Linked DNA regions of Oryctolagus cuniculus: region 2 is linked to region 1. The links are chromatin contacts, called in public Micro-C maps. All regions are on one chromosome and are shown on one strand. The core of a region is the stretch at or near the end of the contact, and the rest is flanking DNA. Distances in the headings are between cores, read along the strand shown. Region 1 holds the start of ST6GALNAC2 (ST6 N-acetylgalactosaminide alpha-2,6-sialyltransferase 2). Region 2 overlaps CYGB (cytoglobin).

What was found. Hi-C and Micro-C count contacts between places; a contact is called where the count stands out from the background.
Region 2: a contact with region 1 is called in a Micro-C map of ear pinna, with 6 times the contacts expected there. The contact joins the enhancer-like site here to the promoter of ST6GALNAC2 in region 1. A contact is called at or near these places in 2 of 6 Hi-C or Micro-C datasets (ear pinna and an unstated tissue).

What each region holds. Positions count from the first base shown.
Region 1 is chr17:4,211,839-4,218,137 of mOryCun1.1, reverse strand. It overlaps ST6GALNAC2 (ST6 N-acetylgalactosaminide alpha-2,6-sialyltransferase 2), which reads right to left and starts at 4,130. Exons shown (of 9, transcript XM_070060255.1): 1 at 4,007-4,130. The coding sequence starts at 4,086. It overlaps LOC138846131, which reads right to left and starts at 5,498. Exons shown (of 1, transcript XM_070060893.1): 1 at 5,100-5,498. The coding sequence starts at 5,498. The coding sequence ends at 5,100.
Region 2 is chr17:4,260,229-4,267,370 of mOryCun1.1, reverse strand. CYGB (cytoglobin) reads right to left here. Exons shown (of 4, transcript XM_070060258.1): 4 at 4,271-5,343. The coding sequence ends at 5,310. Among named protein-coding and RNA genes, the nearest start is that of CYGB, 11 kb to the right of the region's middle. Within about 2 kb of position 3,795, at least 4 of the 8 cell types and tissues checked have an H3K27ac peak or open chromatin away from gene starts, as enhancers often do. A contact at or near this core is called in ear pinna, where this site is marked.

The sequences.
Region 1 (6,299 bases), core at 2,881-5,380:
TGTTCTTTGGATCGTTCTACCTCCAGGCTCTGATTGTAGCCCATGTCTTCCTTTTTTTTTTTTTTTTTTTACAGGCAGAGTTAGACAGTGAGAGAGAGACAGAGAGAAAGGTCTTCCTTCCGTTGGTTCACCCCCCAAATGGCCGCTACAGATGTGCCAATCTGAAGCCAGGAGCCAAGTGCTTCCTCCTGGTCTCCCATACGGGTGCAGGGCCCAAGCACTCGGACCATCCTCCACTGCCCTCCCAGGCCACAGCAGAGAGCTGGCCTGGAAGAGGGGCAACCGGGACAGAATCCGGCGCCCTGACCGGGACTAGAACCCGGTGTGCTGCCACCGCAAGGTGGAGGATTAGCCTAGTGAGCCGTGGCACCGGCCGCAGCCCATGTATTTCTAGACACACACAAGACAGTCGCTCTACCAGCCCCAGAAACGCAGGAGAAGTCAGCCCTCAGCGAGAGGCAGAAAGAGGGGGTCTCCCAGACAGTGGCTGGGGGATAGGGAAGCCTACCACAGGAAGGGCAGCCAGCCCCCCGGAATTCGGCCATGTGAGGGGCCTCCGGCCAAGCCCCAGAGCTGGGTGCCAGGTCTTAGACGACCCCTCCCCCTCCCCCTTTGCGGGGCTGCTCCTGGTCAGGGGTGTGGCTCTGCCACCTGCCAGCGCTGGGCTGCTTAGACAACCTTTCTGCTTGGGACAACCGGGAGGGTGGCCGAGGAAGGTCCACGGAGTCTGCCCTGCCCCCTAGATGTTAGCTGTGGCGGGTGGTGGTGGTGCGTGGGGAAGCAGGGAGAGGGCTGACGTCACTGCCCACTCCTCACAATTCCCAGGTGTGTGGGGGGAAACAGGAAGGAAGGAACGGGGACCCAGCCCATCCAAAGAATGGCCAGGCTGCTCCCAGACCCCGTCCTCACCTGGGCAGCCACCAGGGGGCAGGAGGGCTCGGGACCGGCAGGTTGGCAGAGACAGGCAGGCCTCCCCCGCTGTCTTCTAGGCTCTGACATGGGGAGGTGGGGGGGAGGGGGCAGGGAGCCTGGATCTGCCCCCCTTTGTTTCCTGAGAAGCCCATGGGAGCAGCCTGGATGACCCTTTCCGCCCCTCTCCCCCCCCCCCCCCCAGAATCCTGCAGTCCCTCCCTTGAGGATGCACGGGGCCAGGCCCCCGGGACAACACCCACGCGCCCACCCACAGGCTCACATGTGGGTCCCACCTCCCCCACCAGGTGAGTCAAGGGGCAGACATGAGGGGGTCGCTGCAGGCCAGTTGTTGCCCCCCACCCCCACCCCCGTTCAGTTAATCCCGCACGGATTCTCCCGCACGGAGCTGTGGCCTGGGAGCCTGCAGGTGTGGCCGGCTTTGTCCCAGCCCGCCCTCTCAGGAACCCAGGTGTTTCCAGTTACCTGCCAGGGCACCTGGGGCGGGGGGGGGGGAGGGACTCCGGGAAGTTGGACCAGCCCGGGAGAAAACAGGACAAAGGGCTGCATTTTTCATAGAACTAAACCTACTCAGCTCAGAGTCCCAGTGAGGCCTGTCCTAAAATGTCCTTACAAAAGTCCTGCTGGGTCTGTGCTATGCGGATCCTCAGGCCTCCCCCTGGTTCAGAGGAAAATGGATCGTGTCTTTGCGGGTCTACAGGTGTGGGGACCACTCATCCAGGTTCTTCTGCGAGTGGGTTCCACCACAACCTGCAGTAACGGCCCACTCCTCAGGCCCCACCCCCCTGCACAAGTCCCTGGAGGGTGGGGGGGGGGTCACACAGCCTGCACCTGCAGGCTCCAGGCCCCTCCCACTTCTCTCCAGGACTAAACACCCCCACCCCGCCCCCTGCTCACACCAGACCCCTGCAGGTGGGCCCTGCTGCCACGTGCCCCCTGGGCTCCAAGCTGCAGCACAAATATGATTTCTGAGTCAGATTTGAAAAAGGTGAAAGATTTATATTAAAGAAAAAAACAAGAAAGAAACACCTCTGTTGAGATACAATAGGCATAGAGCAAGCCCCCTGAAGGGTATGAGGGACGTTTAAAGGATGTGTACTTTAAGTTTGTGTAAGCATCTTTACATAAAGTTGACAGGGAGCGCCCCTCCCCCTTTCTCAATGCCGTCCCCTCTCCCAGGCCTCTTTATTATGCCAGCTTCGGGTGTCACACCAGGTCCCTCCGTGGGGACGCACTCCCAGGCTCCCTGGCGCCGGGCCCCTGCTGGCCAGCTCTGTGCCCTGATTCCACCTGGTCTTCAGCCAGCGGATGCCAGCTTGGTTTTCAGAGCGTTCTGGGGAGTGCGCAGTGGGGGCACAGGTGGGGAACCCGGCATGGAAGGGCCTGGTGATCTGCATCCCCAAGTGCAGCTAAGTCGCGGGGAGCCACCCCTCGCCAAAGGCAGGCTCTCAGGTTTCCCCCTGTTGCGCACAAAGAAAGGAGGGTGCCCCGGGCCAGCCGGAGGAAGCGCCGCGCAGGGGCGCAGACTGGGTGGGGGGCGGGGGGCCGGGACCCAGATCCGGCTCCCGTGCCCCTCGGATCCCACAGCCGATCACTCGGAGGCCAGGGAGGAGGTAGCCTGGCCACCGCCCCGTTGGAAACCCGGGCGCCTGGGTCCTTGCCCAAAACTTAAGAGTCTGAAAAAGTGCGACTTCCCGAAGGCGCCCGCGCGGGGGTGGGGTGGGGTGGGGTTGAGGAACAGTGCAAGAACCCAGGAACCGTCTCGATCAGACTCAGGTGGCCGGGCCAGACTCCGACAGCAAAAGGCGCATCTGCTCAGACCCGGGGAACAATGAGCGGCTCGCCGGGCGCAGGGCGGGTCCCCACGGCGCAAGGTGCCCGCCGCAGCCCCTACCTGGCTTGGGCTCCGGGGCTGGGGTGCGGCTCCAGCGCCGAGTACAGGACGACGAGGAGCCCCGAGCCGGCCGCCCAGAGCAGCAGCAGCCAGCGGAGACGGCCGCGCGGGGGCTCCATGTAGCCCCGGCCCGCGGGCGCCCGTCCGCCGCCTGGCCGGGACGAGAGAAGAGGCCCGGGTGGGGCGGGCCGGGAGCGGCTTTGCCGGGGCCGCCCAGCCGCCCCCGCCGCTCGCCGGACGTCGCCGCGCTCCGGGGCGCTGGGCTGCGGGGTTGGGGAACGGCGCGCGCCCCCGGCGCTGTCCCGTGCCCTGGGCACCTCGACGGCGGCCACGCTCCCGCCGGCGCTCGGACCAGCGCCGCCCGCCAGCCAGGGGCGAGCCGCGCGCCTTCCCCGTAAGGTTCAGGGCGGGGACTTGCGGGCCGGGCAGCGGGCGGGACGCGGGGAGACGCCGCCACCTGCCGCGTTGGCTGCGCACTGCGCGCTACGGGACCGGCTCCAGGGTTCTGGACGCCCGGGGCAGGTGGGCGGCAGCCGGGAAGCGCCCTGCCCTGCTCCCCTCCCCTCGGAAAGTCTCTAGCGCCTGGCACTGGCGCCTCGGGCGGGCGCGTCCCCAGCTGCGGCTGTCATCCTCCGCTTTGGTGACCACGCGGGGCGGTCAGGCCCCCAAACCTCATTGCCTCTGTTACAGAGCAGGCCATGCCGGAGCCCTCAGCTGCGGAGAGACCTCCCGTGGGGTCCAGCGGGCAGGGAGGGCTGCGCTCCGGCCGTGAGCAGAGCCCCCGTACGCGGGAGCTGATGGGGTGGCCCGCCAAGGGCAGTGTCCAGGATCTAGACTCGAAGAAGCCGTGAGATACCCCCGACCTTCGGAGGGCCGCCGGCCCCTCTGCTTTCTGCTCCCCTCTGGGTGCACAACAGGTTTTTGCCCCAAGGGAGGGCTTTCCCGCAAAGCTACCTGGGGCCTGCACCTGTGGCCAGGAAGGGGTCACTCGGGGTCAGCGTGGGCCAGGCCTTTGCTTTTCTCCAAGATGGCTAAGCAGAGCCAGAGCCCCCTTGCTTTCCCACTGATGGGTGCGGTGGAAATTTTCTGTCTCTCTCTCTCTCTCTCTCCAAAAGGCAGAGTTACAGGGAGACAGATCTTTCATCTGCTGGTTCACTGCCCCGGACTCCACCCCAGACTCACATGGGTGGCAGGGGCCCAAGCCCGTGGGCCACCTCCTGCTGCTTTCCTTGGGAGCAGCCAGGACTCCAAATGGCACCCATGTGGGATGCTGGCGTTGCAAGCAGACTTCCATTTCATTTCTTAAATATATATATATATATATATATATATAACTTATTTGAAAGAGTTATACACACACACACACACACGTGCGCAGACAGAAGGGAGATCTTCCCAGGCCATTAGAAGGGCACTGGATCGGACATGGGTCAGCCAGGATGTGAACCAGAGCCCTTATGGAATGGCCACCTCCCCAGTAGTGGCTTTGCCCCTGCGCCACGGCGCTGGCCCCTGGTTTCCACTGTAACCCTCGCGGGTGTCACTTGCCATAATGCCTGTGGTTGTGACTCGGGCTTCGCGCATCGCGTTCTCAGCTTCCTCCATGGTGCGCAGGGCCTCAGCCCCTCCCTCTCCCTCAGCCTGCAGCCCCGCCGTTCAGCGGGGACCCCACCTTCCACGTCATGGAGACAGTGGGGGTCCCTGGTAATTCATTCGGCTGTCCGTCTCCAGCCCCGCAGAGGTCTGGCAGCTCCTCCCTGCCTGGACTCTGGCCTCTTCTCCCACGCGGGATTGACCCCATCCGTGTCGATGAGCGCGGTCCGCCTCCAGCACAGCCACCGAGCTCCGTCCATCTCCTGGACTTCCCATGCCTCCCGTCCCCAGCTTCCCAGGGCCCCCAGCCTCTCCTCGGCTCCACCTCCTCCCAGGTGCCTGCTGGCCCTCAGCAGTTCTCATTCTTCCCCACGTGCACCCCTCCCCCACTGAGCTCTCTCCACTAACCCAGGTTCTCCTGGTCTTGGCTCTCTGCCCAGCAAACCTCCCCATGGGCACCTGCCGTGCCCCCTCCCCCGGGCTGTGGACGGCGTGGAGCTGCCACTGGCCCAGCCCCCTCCGGGCTCTTCCGCATCCCCGGACAGGGCCGGCTTGGTCCTGCTCAGTGATGATTCTAGAACAGCACCCTCTCCCGGCCTCGCCTCTGGATGTGGCTGTGTCCCCGTGTGGCAGCTGAGTCTCCTTTGTGAGGTTTTGAGCAGGTGGGAGTTTACTGACTGCTTTAGGGGCTGGGCCTTGGGGGTGTGGTTAGGGTCAGTGGTGGTCCTGGGGGCGTGGCTAGGGTCAGCAGTGGTCCTGGGGGCGTGGCTAGGGTCAGCAATGGTCCTGGGGGCGTGGTTAGGGTCAGCAGTGGTCCTGGGGGCGTGGTTAGGGTCAGCGGAGGTCCTGGGGGCGTGGTTAGGGTCAGCAATGGTCCTGGGGGCGTGGTTAGGGTCAGCAGTGGTCCTGGGGGCGTGGCTAGGGTCAGCGATGGTCCTGGGGGCGTGGTTAGGGTCAGCAGTGGTCCTGGGGGCATGGTTAGGGTCAGCGGAGGTCCTGGGGGCATGGTTAGGGTCAGCAGTGGTCCTGGGGCGTGGTGGTCCTGGGGCGTGGTTAGGGTCAGCGGTGGTCCTGGGGGCATGGTTAGGGTCAGCGGTGGTCCTGGGGGCGTGGTTAGGGTCAGCGGTGGTCCTGGGGGCGTGGCTAGGGTCAGCGATGGTCCTGGGGCGTGGTTAGGGTCAGCAGTGGTCCTGGGGGCATGGTTAGGGTCAGCGGAGGTCCTGGGGGCGTGGTTAGGGTCAGCAGTGGTCCTGGGGCGTGGTGGTCCTGGGGCGTGGTTAGGGTCAGCGGTGGTCCTGGGGGCGTGGTTAGGGTCAGCAGTGGTCCTGGGGCGTGGTTAGGGTCAGCAGTGGTCCTGGGGGCGTGGTTAGGGTCAGCAGTGGTCCTGGGGCGTGGTGGTCCTGGGGCGTGGTTAGGGTCAGCGGTGGTCCTGGGGGCATGGTTAGGGTCAGCGGTGGTCCTGGGGGCGTGGTTAGGGTCAGCGGTGGTCCTGGGGGCGTGGCTAGGGTCAGCGATGGTCCTGGGGCGTGGTTAGGGTCAGCAGTGGTCCTGGGGGCATGGTTAGGGTCAGCGGAGGTCCTGGGGGCGTGGTTAGGGTCAGCAGTGGTCCTGGGGCGTGGTGGTCCTGGGGCGTGGTTAGGGTCAGCGGTGGTCCTGGGGGCGTGGTTAGGGTCAGCAGTGGTCCTGGGGCGTGGTTAGGGTCAGCGGTGGTCCTGGGGGCATGGTTAGGGTCAGCGGTGGTCCTGGGGGCGTGGTTAGGGTCAGCGGTGGTCCTGGGGGCGTGGCTAGGGTCAGCGATGGTCCTGGGGCGTGGTTAGGGTCAGCGATGGTCCTGGGGGTGTGGTTAGGGTCAGCGGTGGTCCTGGGGCGTGGCTAGGGTCAG
Region 2 (7,142 bases), core at 2,546-5,045, 50 kb before region 1:
CTGGGCAAGTGTCAGAAGATGGTGGCAAGTCCTGGGGCCCCTGCCATCCATGTGGGAGACCCGGATGGAGCTCCAGGCTCCTGGCTTCGGCCTGGCACAGCCCTGGCCACTGCGGCCGTTTGGGGAGTGAACCAGCAGAAAGAAAATCTCTCTCTCTCTCTCTGTCACTTTGCCTTTCAAATGAATAACTCCATACATAAACCTTTCACAAGTTTTATCCAGTGAGTGTCCAGGCTTGCCCACGCGTGAGGCTCGGCGCTCAGGACGCCCCTGGCCTCTGGGCTGCCCTCCCTTCGAGCTCACGGTACACACGTCCTTCAGGAGGTGCCCTGACTGGGGGCACCCCGCTCCCTCCCACACGCACGGCTCCTCAAGTGATGAGCTTGGCTGGGCAGTGAGGAGAGGGGACAGCCAGGGCGGCCTCACCGTCACCCCCTGGCCGCAGCACAGTGCACCGGCCCGTCCCCAGGATGTCCTTGGAGACCACCTCCCCAGCCACCGCAATGGCCTGTCGGTGTCCTCCAAGGTGCTGCCAGGGTCAGCGGGTGATCCGGCCATGAGCCCGGAGCCCTCCTGAACGGGGCTGGGGTCACTGTCAAGGGGACCCCAGAGAGACCCCGGCCCCTCCCACCACGTGAGAACAAAGTGAGGAGGGGGCTGTCTATGGCTGGCACCCCAGACTCCAAATGTGCCAGCACCTCCATCTTGGCCTTTTGGGCCCCCAAAACCGAGGAAGGAATCGCCCCTTTCTCTTCCCTGGGGACCTCCCTCCTGCAGCCTCCCCCACCCCCGCCAGGCCCCTCTCTGCCCCTCTGCCAGGGCTCAGGCCGCGCATGGCTGGCACCACTGTCTCCCCACTCCATCCGGCCCTCTGCCCCACCTCTGGCCCCTGCAGACCCCACCCTGAACAGGCCTCGTCACACCCTGGGCGGCTCTCCCACTGCTGGCTGTCTTAGGGCTCTGGACCCCAGGAGCGTGGCCGCGTAGCCGGCCGTGGCCACCCAGAAAATCCCTCCCCTCCCTCCAGCCAGCTTCAGGGCCCCTGGCTCCAGGGCTCACTCCTTTTTTAAAAAATTATTAATAGTGATGTCTTTTTTTTTTAAGATTTGTTTTCTTGAAAGGCAGAATTACAGAGAGGGAGAGCCAAAGAGAAAGAGAAGGAGGTCTTCCATTCACTGGTTCACTCCCCAGATGGCCGCAATGGCCGGAGTTGGGCTAATCTGAAGCCAGGAGCCAGGAGCTTCCTCTGGGTCTCCCATGCAGGTGCAGGGGCCCAAGCACTTGGGCCATCCTCCACTGCTTTCCCAGGCCACAGCAGAGAGCTGGATGGGAAGTGGAGCAGCCGGGACCAGAACCGGCGCCCTATGGGTTGCTGGCACTGCAGGGCAGAACCTTACCCACAATGCCACAGCACCAGCCCCAGGCCTCTCTCTCTTCCCAAGCTCTGTGCTCAGGGACCTCATGCAATCCCCACTTCCGGTCCCAGCCGACATCTTTGCCATGCTGCAGAGCCCAGCCGCCTGCCACACACCTCCTGCCGAAACTGCCCTGCCCTGGTGCCTCCCCTCAGACAACAGCGGCTCCACTTGCCCACGTGAGCGGGCCCCGAGGATTGACCCCTGGCTGCTGCAGGGGGCACAGAGACCCTGTGGCGACAAAGCCAGAAGCCACAGGAAGTCATCTGGGGCTGGCGGCTGTGCCCTTTGCCAGTAACTGCGGAAACGGGGGCAGTGGTGCAGGACCACACCGTGGAGCTGGTTGGACCACAGGTGGGCGCCTCCCGCAGGGCAGCCGAGGGCTTATGTGGTGGCCTCGAATGAGAGCCCCGCCCACTCACAGGACCGAGAAAGGCTTGGGCCAACCAGCGTCTTTCCGGGGCAGGTGTTACCCCCGGGCCACCGGGACCCCCTATCGGTGCCCCCTCACTTCCAATGCAGCCCCCTGCCGAGCTGCACCCTGGGGGGCAGCACCCCGTGGTTCAAGTACTTGGGTCCCTGACACCCACAGGGGAGACCTGGACGGAGTTCCAGACTCCTGGCTTTGGCCTGGCCCAGCCCTGGCTGTTGACGGCTTCCAGGGAGTGAACCAGCAGATGGAAGATCTCTCTCTGTCTCTGTGCCTTTCAGATACAATGAAAAAAACAAAGTTTTGGAAAAACCAGTATTAATAAACGAACAACAGCGTCTTGGGGCTGAGGAGATGCCGAGAGGGCTGGAGGCCCAGGGCCCGGAGCTGCACCCCCACCCTGGCCACTGCAGCTTCCCAGGCTCAAGGCGCTGTGCTGCCCCACCCCCCCACCACTTCCAAACCTAAGACTTCTCACTTAGGGAGCCTGAAAAGCTCCTGACTCAGTGCCTCCAGCCCAAAGGGGCTGCCAGAGTCCCAGCTGTCACCCTACTGTGACAGGTTCCTTCCCCCAAGGAACCCTCCTGGTCCTGAGCAGGTGCCGGGAGTGGGGACCAGGGAGGGGCTGGGCCAGCAGCCGTGTGTGCGGTTTTAGTGGAGCATCATTAGCTGTTTCTCCTCATCCTCGTGGCTCACGGGTGGGTGTTCCCACGGGTGTCTACAGCGCTTCTTGCCTCTGGCTCCAACAGGGCTTTAAACCCCCGGGGACGGGCGACCCTGGGCGGCCAGTGGCTGCGGCTGCGCTTCCCGCCGCGGCCAGCAGGGGGCGCCGTGCAGCCGCTCCGTCGGGAAGCCGCAGCCCGCGCACTCCCAGGCCCCGAGCTCAGCCAGGGGGAGCTGCCCGGCGCGTGTGGCTCTTCGGGGAGCGGGCTCCCTCTTCGTGTGGGGCGCGCAGCGGAAGCCCAGGCCGCCCCCGACCGAGAGCCCACCCCGCACGCTCTCTCCCCTCGAACTTGCTCTGCCCGGGACCCAGGCAGCAGCCCCCGCCCCCCAGCCGTTCGCGACCTGCCAGTGGCGTCGTCCTGGGGGCAGGGATGCAGGGGACATTCCTGGGGGGTCAGGGGTGCTACGTTCCAGAAAGATCTGCCGTGGTGACCACCTGAGGAACAGTGTGGGGGGGGCTGACTCCTCAGATTCTCCCCGCCCACCTCAGGCCTTAGGTCCTCCCCGTCCCACCACGGCCAGGCCGAGCCCACCGGGACCACCCACCACATTGGTTCACTGTCCTCACTACTGCCCTGGCCCCAGCACCGTGCACCCTGCCCCCCACCCCTGCCTTGCAAGGCGGGGTTCACGTTCACTCCTACTTAGGTGATACGGCCGGGTGTTGTTCAGCCAGCACCCGGGACAGCGGGTGACCCTGCCCTGGGTGCCCCACTTCCCACCCAGCTCCCTGTGAATGCGCCTGGGAAGGCGGCAGAAGATGGCCCAGTGCTTGGGCTTCTGCCACCCACGCAGGAGACCCGGATGGAGCCCCTGGTTCGCGGCTTCAGCCTGGCCCAGCCGTTTGGGGAGTGAGCCAGTGGCTGAAAGTTCTCCCTCCCTCTGTAACTGTGCCTTACAAATAAACACATTTTAAAGATCGCAGCTCAGAAAGGCTGAGTGACTTGTCCAGGGGCGCACAGTGTGCAGGAAGTCGGGCCCTGGCCTGCGGTGCTGCCTCCCTGGGAGGGCATGGCCCGCTGCACCCTGCCGGGCTCGGCACAGCTCACCATGGCGCGGGGCCGTGCCCTGCTTTCTAAGAGCGGGGCTCACCGTCCTCTCCACATTTCCACCCTGCGTTCGCATGCTGCGGCCCGGAGGGGGAGGTTGGGCCGTGCTGCAGGAGGTCAGACTTTCCCTGTGTGTCAGCTGACGCTTCCCAGGCAGCCCGGGCGCTCCCCCGGGGCACGGCTGCTTCCTGCCTCTCCTGCAGCCCACGGGTGGTGACCTCCTGTTCCCTCGGGGAGCTGACGCTGCCGATGAGGTCTGCAGGCCTGGCCCAGTGGGCTGGGGGGCAGAATGGGGGGCGTCCGGGAGCCGGGGGCTCGGGGAAGGAGCGGGCTTCCTCTCCCAAGCACCGCGGGCTGGGCCACCCGGTCCAACGTGCGGCTCCCCCCGTGTCCCCGCACTCAGGCCCAGGAGGCCAAGGTCACTAGGAGCACTCAGACCCACAGGACCCTCGATTCCTTCCTCACTGACCCTGCCCTTGCCAGGAAATTTCTAGAACAATAGCCCTCGTGACCCTGACTTAACAAGGGAGGGGCCCCCAGCCACCAAAGCCCCCATTCTGACGGCCTGGAGCAGCCAAGGCTCACGCGCAGGGGAGGAGGGACCTGGGGGAGGCCCCAGCCCCGAGCGAGGGAGCGAGGGAGCGGCACAGACGCAGGAGAACGGTTGGTTTAATGGCCCGGGGTCCGGCTACACACGGGAGAAACCACGACAGGACAGGCAGTTACGCGGATGGAGGAAGACGGCACGGAGGAACACAGGTGCAGCAGCCACAGCGGCAAACATCCCGGAGGACAACACATGTGACCAAGGGGCACACGGGGTGCGGGGGGGCTGCTGTGCACAGAGACCCACTGCCGGTCGGGGGCCGGGCCGGGCAGGGCAGCCCTGGGCCCTGAGGCAGAGGGATGGGGCCGGAGGAGGCAGCGTCTGTCTGGTTCTGCCACCTGCCGAGATCCCGGGGAGGGGGAGCTATCACACAGGGGTAAGGCTGGCAGTGGAGGTGTCCCTACTGCCCCTCCCCCCACAGCATCACCCTGCCCGGAACCTCTGGGCCTCTCCGTCTGTCCTTGGCCATGGGAAGCCAAGTCAGTGAACCTAAGCCTTCAGGGGAGGGGCCGCAGGGGTGTGGGAAGCCGGATGACCTCACTCCAGCCCACGCTGCGCCCCTGGGGGACTCGCACCCGCCAGAGCCCTCTGCCTCCTGCCCCACACGCGGGCGGGCGGGCCTGCAGATACAGGTGGTAGGTATGTACTGTGCATATATATATATTATATATATTTATAGAGAGAGGTTGTATATAGAATATATCTGTATATACGGTGTGTGCGTGATCTCTACATGGTGAGACGGAGGCCTCCGTGCCGGCCGGCAGACACGGGGCTGGCTCCCTTGTCCTGCTTCCCGCCAGCCGCCAGCCACGTCGGAGAGTAGAAAAGCTAAGAGCGGCCTGGCTCTGCAAGGCGGAAGGGTCCCCGCCCGCCCCGCGCTGGGGTCAGCATCTGGGCAGCCGCCTCCCGGCAGCTCCAGGTGTGTGTGGGGGGACAGCGGCCACCGCGGAGGCCCCCTCTGGGCAGACGCATCGGGGATCCCTCCAGCTTCCTTGGCACCCGGAAATGGAGGTTCAAGGAGGGTCTTCGGAACTCGGCCTTCGCTCAAGGTGCTGCCAGGGACGGGGGAGGTGGGAGGGGTCCTACGGCCCCGAGGAGGGCAGCGTGGCCGGTGGGCTGTGGATGAGACAGGAGATGGGGGGAACAGGTTATGGGGAGCAGGGGAAGGGCACCTGGGGGAGGCAAGGCCGGGGCCTTCCTGCCCCTGAGCCCCCAGACCCCAGTTCTAGCGCCCCCTCTGCTGTGACCTGGGTGGCTTCCTGTACAACGTGGGTGATGCCTGTTTCGGCTGCCTACGGGGGCTGCAGTGCCAGGAGCTGCGTTAAGGGAGTGTTTCATGAAGTGGGCGTTTAGCCTAGTGGTTATACCTCCCGCATCTACACTGCCATGCCTGGGTTTGAGTCCTGTCTTCCGGTCCTGCTAATATGGACCCTGGGAGGCAGCCCAGATGGCTCAGATCACTGTGGGAGACCTGGCTTGTGATCCTGCCCCCCCCCCCCGCCCCCAGCCATGGCAAGCATTTAGAGAACGAACCAGGGGACGGGAGTTCTGTCTGTCAAATTAAAACAGAAAAGTGTTTCGCAAACAACACGAGCTCTTTCTCTGTTCATGCTGAAACGTGGTGCCTTCTGTCTGGCCTGGCGCCGACCCCCTCTGGCCACCGTCTTCCCTGCCTGTGCGGGTGGTCCCTGTGGGCTCACTGCCTTGTGCCCCCAGCTCTGCTCCACCCACACAAAGGCACACACGCCCTGACCGCCCTGACGCAGAGACAGCTCAATAAACAGCGGCGCCTGGCCCATCCCTGCTGCCGATAAGAGGCGTTGGATGGAGCCTTCTAGAAGCTTCTCTGTAACTCCATCCCCCGCCCCACCCTCCAGTCCAGCTGGACCCTGGGAGGAGGGTGGGTCTGCAGGCCTGGGCCCAGGGAGACTGGGGTGGGGGGACACGGTGGGAAGGCTTCAGGGGACAGTCCCAGACGTGACAGCTGGGGGTGCCAGCAGGGAGGGTGCAGCGGCCCAGCCGGGCGGGCAGTGAGTCCCGGCCAGGACCTGGCGGGCTCAGTCTACGGCAGCAGGACCAGCGGCAGTTGAGGCAATTTGAGAGTTTCCTGCTGTTTGGGGTTTGGCGAGATCCGGGTCCCTGCGGGCGGGCGGCGGGGTGAGCAGGCGGGGCGCCGGCCATGTGTCTCTGATTCACTGGGGGCTCGCGGGCCGGCTCGCTCTCCCGTCCCTGTAGGCCCCTGGAAAAAGCCCTTTCTCTAGAAGCAGGAAGCTTGTCTCCTGGCTGTAAACAAAGCTGAGCTGCCTGGGGAGAGGGGTGGGAGGGCAGCCCCCTCCCCCTCCCCCTCCCCCCACCACCCACTGGCTCCTCCCGGCCCCTGTGGGTGACAGCTGGGGTGGAGGAGTGACCCCAGCCCCCGGCTCTGCCAGTGCCCTCCTTTGCGGGCAGGTGAGGCCCCCTGCTTGCCCCCTGTGCACTCCAGGGTCCGCAGCGGGCCGGGGCCAGCTGTGTCCATCTGGATATGGGCCTTGCTGCAGCCAGCAGTTCCCCCGAGGCCTCCGCGCTGTCCTGGGGAGGAGCCGACGTGGGGGCAGGGAGCGGGAACAAGCTGGGGGCTGGTGTGGTCAGCGGCAGGAAGGGCAGCAGGCCTGGCCTCCTCGGTGGAGCTGGGGCTGGGGGGAGCCTGTGAGCAGGAGGTCTGGCCCCAGGAGCCCGGGGGAGGGGACGCCGCCTTCTCCATGGGAAACTACACGCAATGCGTCTCCAGAGCTGGGGCCTGAGCCGCTGGCTGACCCCTGCTTCCCATTCTGGCCTCTCTCTCTCCGTCCTACTCCATCCCCACCTCCGCCCCTCGGGGTCCCAGGGAGGCCCCAGAGCCCCGGGTCCGCTGGAGTCCCTGAGGCCGGCCACCCTCC